Regions from separate parts of the Pan troglodytes genome. Here region 1 is linked to region 2. The links are chromatin contacts, called in public capture Hi-C maps. All regions are on one chromosome and are shown on one strand. Each heading gives the region's core, a stretch centred on a gene start, on an enhancer-like site or on the middle of the called end of the contact. The rest is flanking DNA. Distances are from core to core; before and after follow the strand shown.

Evidence for each region. Capture Hi-C pulls out chosen DNA fragments and counts their contacts.
Region 1: a contact with region 2 is called in a capture Hi-C map of stem cell-derived neural stem cells, with 4 times the contacts expected there. The contact joins two enhancer-like sites. A contact is called at or near these places in 5 of 7 Hi-C or Micro-C datasets (blood, induced pluripotent stem cells, lymphocytes and 1 more) and 1 of 1 other capture datasets (stem cell-derived neural stem cells).

Annotation. Positions count from the first base shown.
Region 1 is chr10:131,150,883-131,155,450 of NHGRI_mPanTro3-v2.0_pri, forward strand. It overlaps NCOR2 (nuclear receptor corepressor 2), which reads right to left. Exons shown (of 48, transcript XM_024348140.3): 46 at 3,522-3,608; 47 at 2,166-2,345; 48 at 391-1,557. The coding sequence ends at 1,376. Among named protein-coding and RNA genes, the nearest start is that of RFLNA, 37 kb to the left of the region's middle. Within about 2 kb of position 2,894, at least 6 of the 24 cell types and tissues checked have an H3K27ac peak or open chromatin away from gene starts, as enhancers often do. A contact at or near this core is called in stem cell-derived neural stem cells, where this site is marked.
Region 2 is chr10:130,867,082-130,871,560 of NHGRI_mPanTro3-v2.0_pri, forward strand. No RefSeq gene overlaps it. Among named protein-coding and RNA genes, the nearest start is that of ZNF664, 73 kb to the left of the region's middle. Within about 2 kb of position 2,005, at least 7 of the 24 cell types and tissues checked have an H3K27ac peak or open chromatin away from gene starts, as enhancers often do. A contact at or near this core is called in stem cell-derived neural stem cells, where this site is marked.

The DNA of each region.
Region 1 (4,568 bases), core at 1,644-4,143, 280 kb after region 2:
ACACCCTCAGCATGGTGTGAATACCTGATACATGGGTGTGAATACCTGACACCCTCTCACCATGAGTGTGAACATGACACCCTGACCATCGTGTGAATACCTGACACTCACCATTGTGTGAATACCTGACACATGGGTGTGAACCCATGTGAACATGACACACTCTTACCATGGGTGTGAACACTTGAGACCTTCACCACAGATGTGACTATTTGATGCCCTCATGGTGATGTCCTTACCAAGGGTATAAATATTCAACTTGCAAAAGGATCCACTCCCTGGTGACTCAGGCGGATGTGGCCTTGGCCCTCCAGGGGTATACTCCCACTGTCCCCTAAACGCCTGCCCTATTGGCTGCCCAGTCTGAGGTAGAGAAGAAACCTTTGTAACTGGAGTATAATTCGCTTTTTAATTAGAACGACGTGTGTAAATGACAGAATACCACCACCCTGCGCAGATGGCGGCCACAGAATACGCATCGAATTCATTCTGCCCAAGGAAGGGAGGGAGGGAGGACACAGCGGGGCGTGAGCCAGCAGTCCCCGCCCCCTTGGTCCTGCGAGTGATGGGGTCACCGACTGTCGGCCTGCACACGCCTCTTGAACGGTAAGCAGAGATCAAAAGCACAGCAGCAGTAATACTGGGTAAGTCCTTCCTTGCGTAAAACATCTGAATTAATTCATTGAAGGTATCAAAAATATACCCTGTAAACCAATACATCATTTACATCTGCCTTTCCTTCCCACCGCTGCGGCAACGATGTGTGAAAAAAACAGTCCAGTCCTCGGAGCATCTGTTCCCCCCAGGCCGCACCTGGCCCTTTTGTCCGCCCACCTGGCCTGACTTGGTTTCCAGCAATCTCGTTGGCTGGGGCAGTCTGTGGGGACCGGAACGAGCGCACTGGGGGCTGGACAGGGCCTGCATCCATCTGTCCAGAGCGCTAAGCGGGATGGGAGGCGGAGGGAGGGCGCGGGGGCTGCGAGCTCAGTTTAGACTTTGGTTCCAAATGCATTCGGGGGAGGCAGTGGCGTGGAGGTGCGTGGTCATCCTGCTTTGGGTCCCTGGCCGCCCCGGCCGCCTGCGTGTGGCTGCCACACGCCTGCCGTGCCCCCTCCCCGGCCCCTTCCCCTCCCTTCCCGAGCACCAGGTAAACATCCCCTGAGTAAGGTCTGCACAGGGCCAGCCCGGGGCGGGAGTCTTAGTTAAGGCTTTAGACAGGCAAGGATGCCGGCTCTGGACGGACAGATGGATGGAGGCGCAGGCGGACTCAGGGGCTCCTTCCTTGGTTGGGGGAGTCGGCAGCCGCCCCGCTCCTGCCGGGCCGTTCCTGTGGCTCGCTGGGACCTGACACCGCCCCCCCCTCCCCCGTTCTGAGTCACTCGCTGTCGGAGAGTGTCTCGTACTGCGAGCAGAGCAGTGGCTTGGGCTCCTCGTCCCAGGCGTGGTGGGGGCCAGCGAGGGGCCCGCTGCCCGCGGGGAGGCCCGGTGGGGGTGGGGAAGCCATGACACCCGCCTGCAGCCGCATGATCAGGGGGTTGTAGGGGAATGGCGTGGAACCTGCGGGAAGAAGCGAAAGATGCCCGGGAGGCCTCTGTGAGCCCGGCAGCCCCTGCTGGCCGCCTGCCCACCACACCGGGAACAGAGGCCTCAGCGTTTCTGTCCAACAGTCCTCCCAGACCTTTCTAATTGCAAACAGGTCTCAGAACCGTCTGCCTCTCTTCACCTGTTCTACTTCCGTCCCTGTTCACACCCTGCTGCTGTCTTTTGCCTGGACTATAGCAGTAGCCTATTCACCGTCCCTCTGGTCTATTCTCCCAGGGGCCTTCTGACCCTATGTTAGATGAGCATTTCCCTTCCGAAAGCCCTCCACGCCTCCTCACTACCCATCAAAGGAAGTCCAGGCTCCCCTGGATGGCCCACCAGGCCCATGTGATCTGGCCGGCCCCAACCACACCCTTTTCCTCTGCCTGTGCCCCTGGCAGAAGCATCCTGATGGTTCGTGAGCCAGGCTCAGCTGCCCAGGCCCCTGGACAGCGTTTCCACAGAACAGGCCCGAGTCTGAGCTCTGCACGCAGCAGGCGCTCAGCATTCAGTGCCCCGGCAGCATTCACAGCCCAGTGTCGGGGGGCTCGGCGAGCCCAGCCCTGTCCCCACCTGGTGCCCACCTGCGGACGAGGGCCTGTCCTCCCACACGCGGTTGGTGAGCGGCGTCCGGCGGTTGCAGTCTCCCTCCGAGTGCACTGAGGAGACAGAGGGTGGCCGGTCCCCAGACGCCAGGCCCGGGGCCGGGGACTTGGCTTTTCGGCTGCTGGGTCTGCCAGAGACCTTGGCCTTCCCGCCGCCACCTGCAGGGGGACAAGATGGGAAGGGGCTGCGTTGGGCAGTGAAGACAGCACTGACGCTGCGGTGGGGCCACAGGGGCAGGGTGAGGTCCTGCCATGGGCCCTCCAAAGAGGGAGGGAGAGCAGCGACGTGAACCCCTCCTCCCTGCTGCCCGCCCCAGCTGGGAAGCCAGGGTTGACCAGATGGCCAGCCATGAGCCTGGAGGGTGGAGATAGTTTCTGCTGGGCGGGGGGAGGTGGCTAAACTGTCTGCTGTTTGCAATAGCCCCCTGGGCTGTCCTGCAGCAACCCCAGCCCCAGGGGCTGGAACCCTAAGCATGAAGCTGGGCTTCCAGTTTGAGCGTGGCCCCAGAACCATGCTAAGGCTAGGCAGGATCCAGGCCCCGTGCAGAGAAGTCAGGACCCCTGAGGCCAGGCCTGACCCCCACAGAGGCTCCAGAAGCTTCTTGGGGCCTCAGTGTCCAGGTTGGACAACTGCAACTCTCTCCTCAGCTCCCTGCCCCGATACAGAGGGTATTGATGGGGAACCAGGCTGACCCCTAAGGCTCCCTGACTCCCAGGGCTGAGACAGACCCTGGGCTCCTCCCCACCAGGCTAAGGGGCAGCTGAGGACACATAGTGGGTCTGGCAGATGCTGAGCACAGGCCTGGCTGCCATTCCCCTGTCCACACAGTGTGGGTGGGGCTTCACTCCAGCCTGCTCTCCCTCAAGGAGACAGATGGGCCAAGAAGCCGGGTCTCCGCAGGGAGGAAGGCGGGAGGACTGGGGGGCGGACAGCAGTGTGAGTGTCCGAGGGAGGCGGCAGCGCTTTGGGCCTAGTGGGCAGGAGGGCCGGGGCTGGGGGGCAGAGGGTACAGACACTTGGGGGGTGTCAGCCCAGCTTCAGATTAGCAAACTCCAGAACGAGGTCAAACACGCACAAAAATAAAGTCACAAGCTCCAAAGCTCGAGGAGGGGGTTGTCAGAGGAGCGCGGAGGAGCGAGGATTAATCACACCGGGGGTGGGGACAGACGGGGGCGGGGCGGGGGTGGCCTGCAGACCTGGCGAGGTGAGTGTGTGGTCACTCCGTCCGTCAGCAGCGGTTATGGGCATAGCAGCGGGCAGGCTGGCACTGGCATTCAGAGGGTTAAAAGCATTGGCGCTGAGTGGCGGGGACTCTTCCCACTGGTCATATTTACCCATGAGTGCCTTTCTAATTATGGCCTCCAGCCCCATGTTGGTGCTGGCATGTTCCTGCACCGCCTGGCTTCTATAGGTCATAAGGCCTGGGAGAGAGAGACAGACAGACAGACAGACACATGGGGGCCGGGGAGGGGGAGCCAGAGGGGCGACGGAGAGAGAGAAGGGGGAGAGAGAGAAGGGAGAGAGAGAGGGAAGGAGGAGGAGGAGGAGGAGAGAGAAATACACAGTGAGCACATTTCGGCAAAGCAACATATTTATTTCCCTATCCCTCCCCACCCTTTTTTTCCTGCTGGGTGGTGTTAAAAGGGGAGAGGCTGGTTCCTTCTACCTGGGGCCCCGGAAGCTCTTGGGCACTGCCAGGGAGGTGGGGTAGGGGAGGTCAGATGCCCCCACCAGCCCCTATTCTCATTCCTATTCTGTCCTCTGGGAAATCACAAGCCCCGTCTGCACCTCCAATCCTAGCTGGGGCTGTTTTGTTTTTTTTTTAATCTCAAGTGGCCTTAATGGAGAGGGTGGGAGATGGGAGGGCTACCCTGTTTGGGGAACAGGCTGCTAGAAAATTGGCTCAAGCCAGAGCTGGGGGCTGGCGGGGGGCTGGGGAAGGGACTGAGAGAGAGAAGGTGACCAGATGGTCCTCCCGCTGCCCCACCTCCACCTGTGTGACCTGGGACGTGCAGCCCCCTACCTCCCCACCAAGCTGGGCCTGCTCTCCTCCCTCTGCCTCTCCCCACCCAGGAGCCATGAGGAGAAAGAGGTGCAGAGACGGACGCTGAGGGCGGGGTCATAGCCATGCAGTTACGGTGCGTGCAGGGGACAGGGCAGAAGTAGACACAATCACGGGACCAGCCCTGGTCCGGCCCCAGCTGGCCCAGCTGCCCAGTCCCAAGGACAAAGTGGTCGAATCAACAAACCGGTCCCAAGAGGATGCTTCCAGAACACCTCCTGACAATCGGGGAAACCTCCTTTTCTGTTAACCACAATTCCTTTCCCTTTTTTCTTTCTTGTGAACCACATGGAGGTGGGGGACCTTTGCACACCCCCTA
Region 2 (4,479 bases), core at 755-3,254:
GCAAAACCCTGTCTCTACTAAAAATACAAAAAATAGCTGGGTGTGGCAGCAGGAACCTGTAATCCCAGGTACTTGGGACGCTGAGGCAGGAGAATCACTTGAACTCGGGAGGCGGAGCTTGCAGTGAGCCGAGATTGCGCCACTGCACTCCAGCCTGGGCAACAGAGTGAGACTCCATCTCAAAAAAAAAAAAAAAGGAAAAAGAGAGGCCACCAAATGCACGATGGAGCTGCTAGGGATGACAGCACCGCACCAGAAGCAGTGGCCCCAGACTTCCCAAGGAGAAGACAAAGGAACAGCTCTCCTGTGTTCCTTCACATTTTTATTGTAGGTACCTCAGCTCCTTAATGAAACTTAAATATTAGGAGAAGAGCAAAATTAACTCAACAAATATTTAAAGCCAGGCCCTGCTGTGAGAAGAGAAATGAACTTTTCTTTGGAAACAAAAATCTCTGCTGTCGCGGGGTCTGTCCTCTGGCAATGATGAGCTTGGTGCTGGATATAACATCATAAAATTATCGTGACCGCTGCTCTGGGGGAAGCTGCTGTCAAATGATTCAGCTCTCCTCCCAAGCTTTAGATCTCTGTATTTCCTTTCGGTCTCCTCTCCTTAGCTTCACACCCTATAGTCTCAGAGAGCAGGGGACACAGCACCTCAGAAAGCCACGTGGGTGCACTCTGGATCATGATGGCGTTAGCACCGTTAAGATACTGTGAGACTTGGGCAACCCCTGAGGTGTCCAAGCGCTGGCTTCTGTTCATAATCCCTGGGACTCAATGGTTGTGTCTGGGCTTCAGTTTGAAGCCCAGACCCTATGCAGCTCTTCCTGTGTCCTCCTGAAGAGGGTTGCGCTTTGGGGATTTTCAACTTGCAGACAAAGGAAATGATTGCAGCTCAATATTGCACACGCTGTGGCAAAGTATCCATTTCTCCCCTTTCAGCATCCAAAAGGTCTTGCCTCCTGGTGGCTGCTTTGCTGTAGGGTTGAGGGAAGGACAAGAAGAGCTGCGTGTTGTGACAGTTGCTATGCGTCTTTGGGAGTTTCTGTGGTAAAAGCTGGAGTTATGTGGTTTAGATGCTGGATCTAAGACTTTAACCAGGGGATGAAAAGGCTAGGTGAGTGCCCTGAATTGCGGGATCGCTTTCTGACCCTGCAGCCCATGAGGCCCAAGGAATAATCAGCTGCTGCTGGACAGAGGGGAGCCAGCACCTCTTCAGGCAAGCGGGGAGTGGTCCATGAAGCTGCATGTGGCCGGGCGCCATGGCTCACTCCTGTAATCTCAGCACTTTGGGAGGCCAAGGTGGGCAGATCACTTGAGGTCAGGAGTTCCAAACCAGCCTGGCCAATATGGTGAAACCCCGTCTTTACTAAAAATACAAAAATTAGCCGGCTGTGATGGCACACACCTGTAATCTCAGCTACTCGAGAGACTGAGGCAGGAAAATCACTTGAACCCGGGAGGTGGAGGTTGCAGTGAACCGAGATCGCGCCACTGCACTCCAGCCTGGGTGACAGAGGGAGACTCCGTCTCAAAAAAAAAAAAAAAAGAAGAAACAGCTGCATGCACAGGCATGTTCCTTCCCAGAACAGAGTCTGCAGAGTCGGGTGACAGCAGTGCAGTCGGGGGCGAGCAGAGGGAGAACATGAGAGCGCCTGTTTATGTGTTTCGTGCCACATCATTGTGAAATTTTAATTTTTGGATCTATTTTTAGGGCATGTAACATATAATACAGCAGCCCATGCGACACACACACACACACACACACACTCACACACACACACACACTCACACACACACACACAGGCATGCAGCAACTATAGAGGTGTATTGCTCGGATCTCCTTTTAAGAAGGAGCTTGCTCAGGCAGGAAGTGCGGTTATCTGGCAGCCTCCAGTCATTCAATGTGCCTCAGGCTCCCCCTCGGCTTCTGAGCAGGGGCAGCCCGGCCCGACACCAAGCACAGCAGGTGTCCTTGGGCCTGGCCATTTCTGCTCAATGGGGGATTCCTCCAGTGGGCAGTCTTTGCTCTGGAGCCTGGGTGGGGCCGGCGGTGGCTGCCAGATCTGCATGGTGTTGGAGGCTCGTCTGCCCACTCCTGTGCCTCTCTCTTGTATCTTTTACAGGAGTCACCTGCAATTAACCTCAGCCTCCTAACTGCATCTCAGTGTCTGCTTCCTGCAGGACTCGACTATCACTGTGCTCATTTTTTTTTTTCCTGGTAGGGATGCATGATTAAAAATATTTGAAGATCCTGTTGCAGAGGGTACCGTGGGATGCTTTGAGAGGGAAGGGAGGCTGCTGAGGAGAATTCCTGGCTCCTGCGGCCTCACTGATCTTCTATCATGTACCCGTGTAGTGAGAGAGGGACGCATTCACTCCTGCTTTCTAGGTGGAAAAACTGGGAGCCCACAGATTCTGCTAACTTGGCGTGTTATAGGCTGGGAGGCAGTGAGTGTGCCTTGGGATTCAGGCTTGAAGAGTTTATTGAACCCAAGACTAGGCTCATCTGTTTCCAAAATGGAAATGATGATGATGATATTTTGTAGACCAGGATCCTAAAAGGAGGTCAGCAGGCAGAGGAAAAGGCCTCTCTTTGTTTTTTCATTTCCCACTGGCAATAGCTCTTTGCATGAGTGACTGGGGTGGCGTGGGGGGTGGCAGTGCCACTGCACAAACCCAGTCTGTTCTGTTTGCAAACGCGTCAGGGGCTGAGCAGGGAAGGATGCTATTTCACAAAGCTTTCCTGTGGGGCAGAGAGAAAAGCTGCCTGGAGAGAAGCTCTTTGAAATAAGTGTCCTCCCCAGCCCAGCCCCTGAATTTCTTTTCCTTTACATAAAATCTCTGCTCTTCAGTCTTCTTTAAAGAAGTTCATATGAGGCCAGTTAAAGTGTCAATAGGGCCAGGCTTCTCTTCTCTCTAGCACTTCCCCAGGCCTGGCAATACAGACCCTTTATGCAATTTCAAAACCTTCTGTGCTTTCAGAGCCCTTGACCTCATCCGTCTCATCTCTGACAGTGACAAACCTCCTCCTCTGAAGAGCCAGATGTCAGTGGAGCACCACTCCATGACCCTGGGACTCCGCTCTGTGTGGGTCTTCCCAGAAAACCATGTGAGCACTAATCCCTGATATCAGGCTGAGGCCCAAACACACTCCCCCGTCCAAGTTACCTTCCCAGCAACCATCCTCCTGTCTCCTGTCTTCCTTGATGATACAGAGGCCAGATTTTGTTTGGGTGTCTGCATGTCCAGCCCTAGGATGAATCATGATTAAATCAGCAAAGCCATTCTGTTCCCTTTGATAGTGATTGGTCTTTGGGGTGGGCCTGTGATTCAGGTTTCACCTGTGAGACATGAGGACAAGTCTCATGAGAGCTTCTGGGAAAGATTTTCCTTCAGGACAGAAGGGGAGAAGAGCTCAATTTCTGTGAATTCAGCTACCACTCAAGTTCTAATGAATTCCCAAACTAGGTCAAGTCATATGAAATTGCTAATATTTGACTGTTTTTGACCTACAAAAATATGACAGTTTCATATAGTCCACCCTACTACATCTCTTTCCCAGGAGAAATAGAATAAAGAGAAAAAAGCAATTAAAGAGAATGCAAGAACGGTGAGCGTCAAACGTAAGGACCAATAGTGACCTAAGAAATCAACAAATGGAACCAAAAAGGTATTCAGAGCTGGAAGAAATTTCCCTGGAAATGAAGGAATTGCTGAATTTCAGCTTAAGAGAGCATACTATGTTGCTGGAAATATTTAGAAAGTTTGATGGACACTAAAACTACTTGGTTTTAGTCAATGAGCTTTAGGTCAGTTAATAAGCTTTAGGATAAAGAAAGAATTTTTCATGTATTTGATCAGAAAAGGTAAGTAATATTTAGGAAGTATAAATAAGACTTTAGACGTTCCACATCAATATTCAGAGCAAGAAAACAGTGAGGCCATATCCATAAAATTCTGAGGAAAAGAATGTGCAACCAAGGCTTTTATACCCAGCCAAGTTGTCATATAAGCATCATGATGTGACTTAAGTCAAGGGTCTCCAGCCCCTGGGTCATGGACCGGTACCTGTCTTTGGCCTGTTAGGAACCAAGCTGCACAGCAGGAGGTGAGCAGTGAGTGAAGCTTTATCTGTATTTACAGCTGCTCCCCATCACTCACATTACCACCTGAGCTCCACCACCTGGCAGATCAGCAGCAGCATCAGATTCCCATAGGAATGCACACCCTATTGTGAACTGCACATGCGAGGGATATACGTTACATGCTCCTTATGAGAATCTAATGCCTGATGATCTGTCACTATCTCCCATCACATCACCCCGAGATGGGACTGTCTAGTTGCAGGAAAACAAACTCAGGGCTCCCACTGATTCTACATTATGGTGAGTTGTATAATTATTCCATTGTATATTATAATGTAATAATAATAGAAAAAAGTACACAATAAATGTAATGTTCTTGAATCATCCTGGG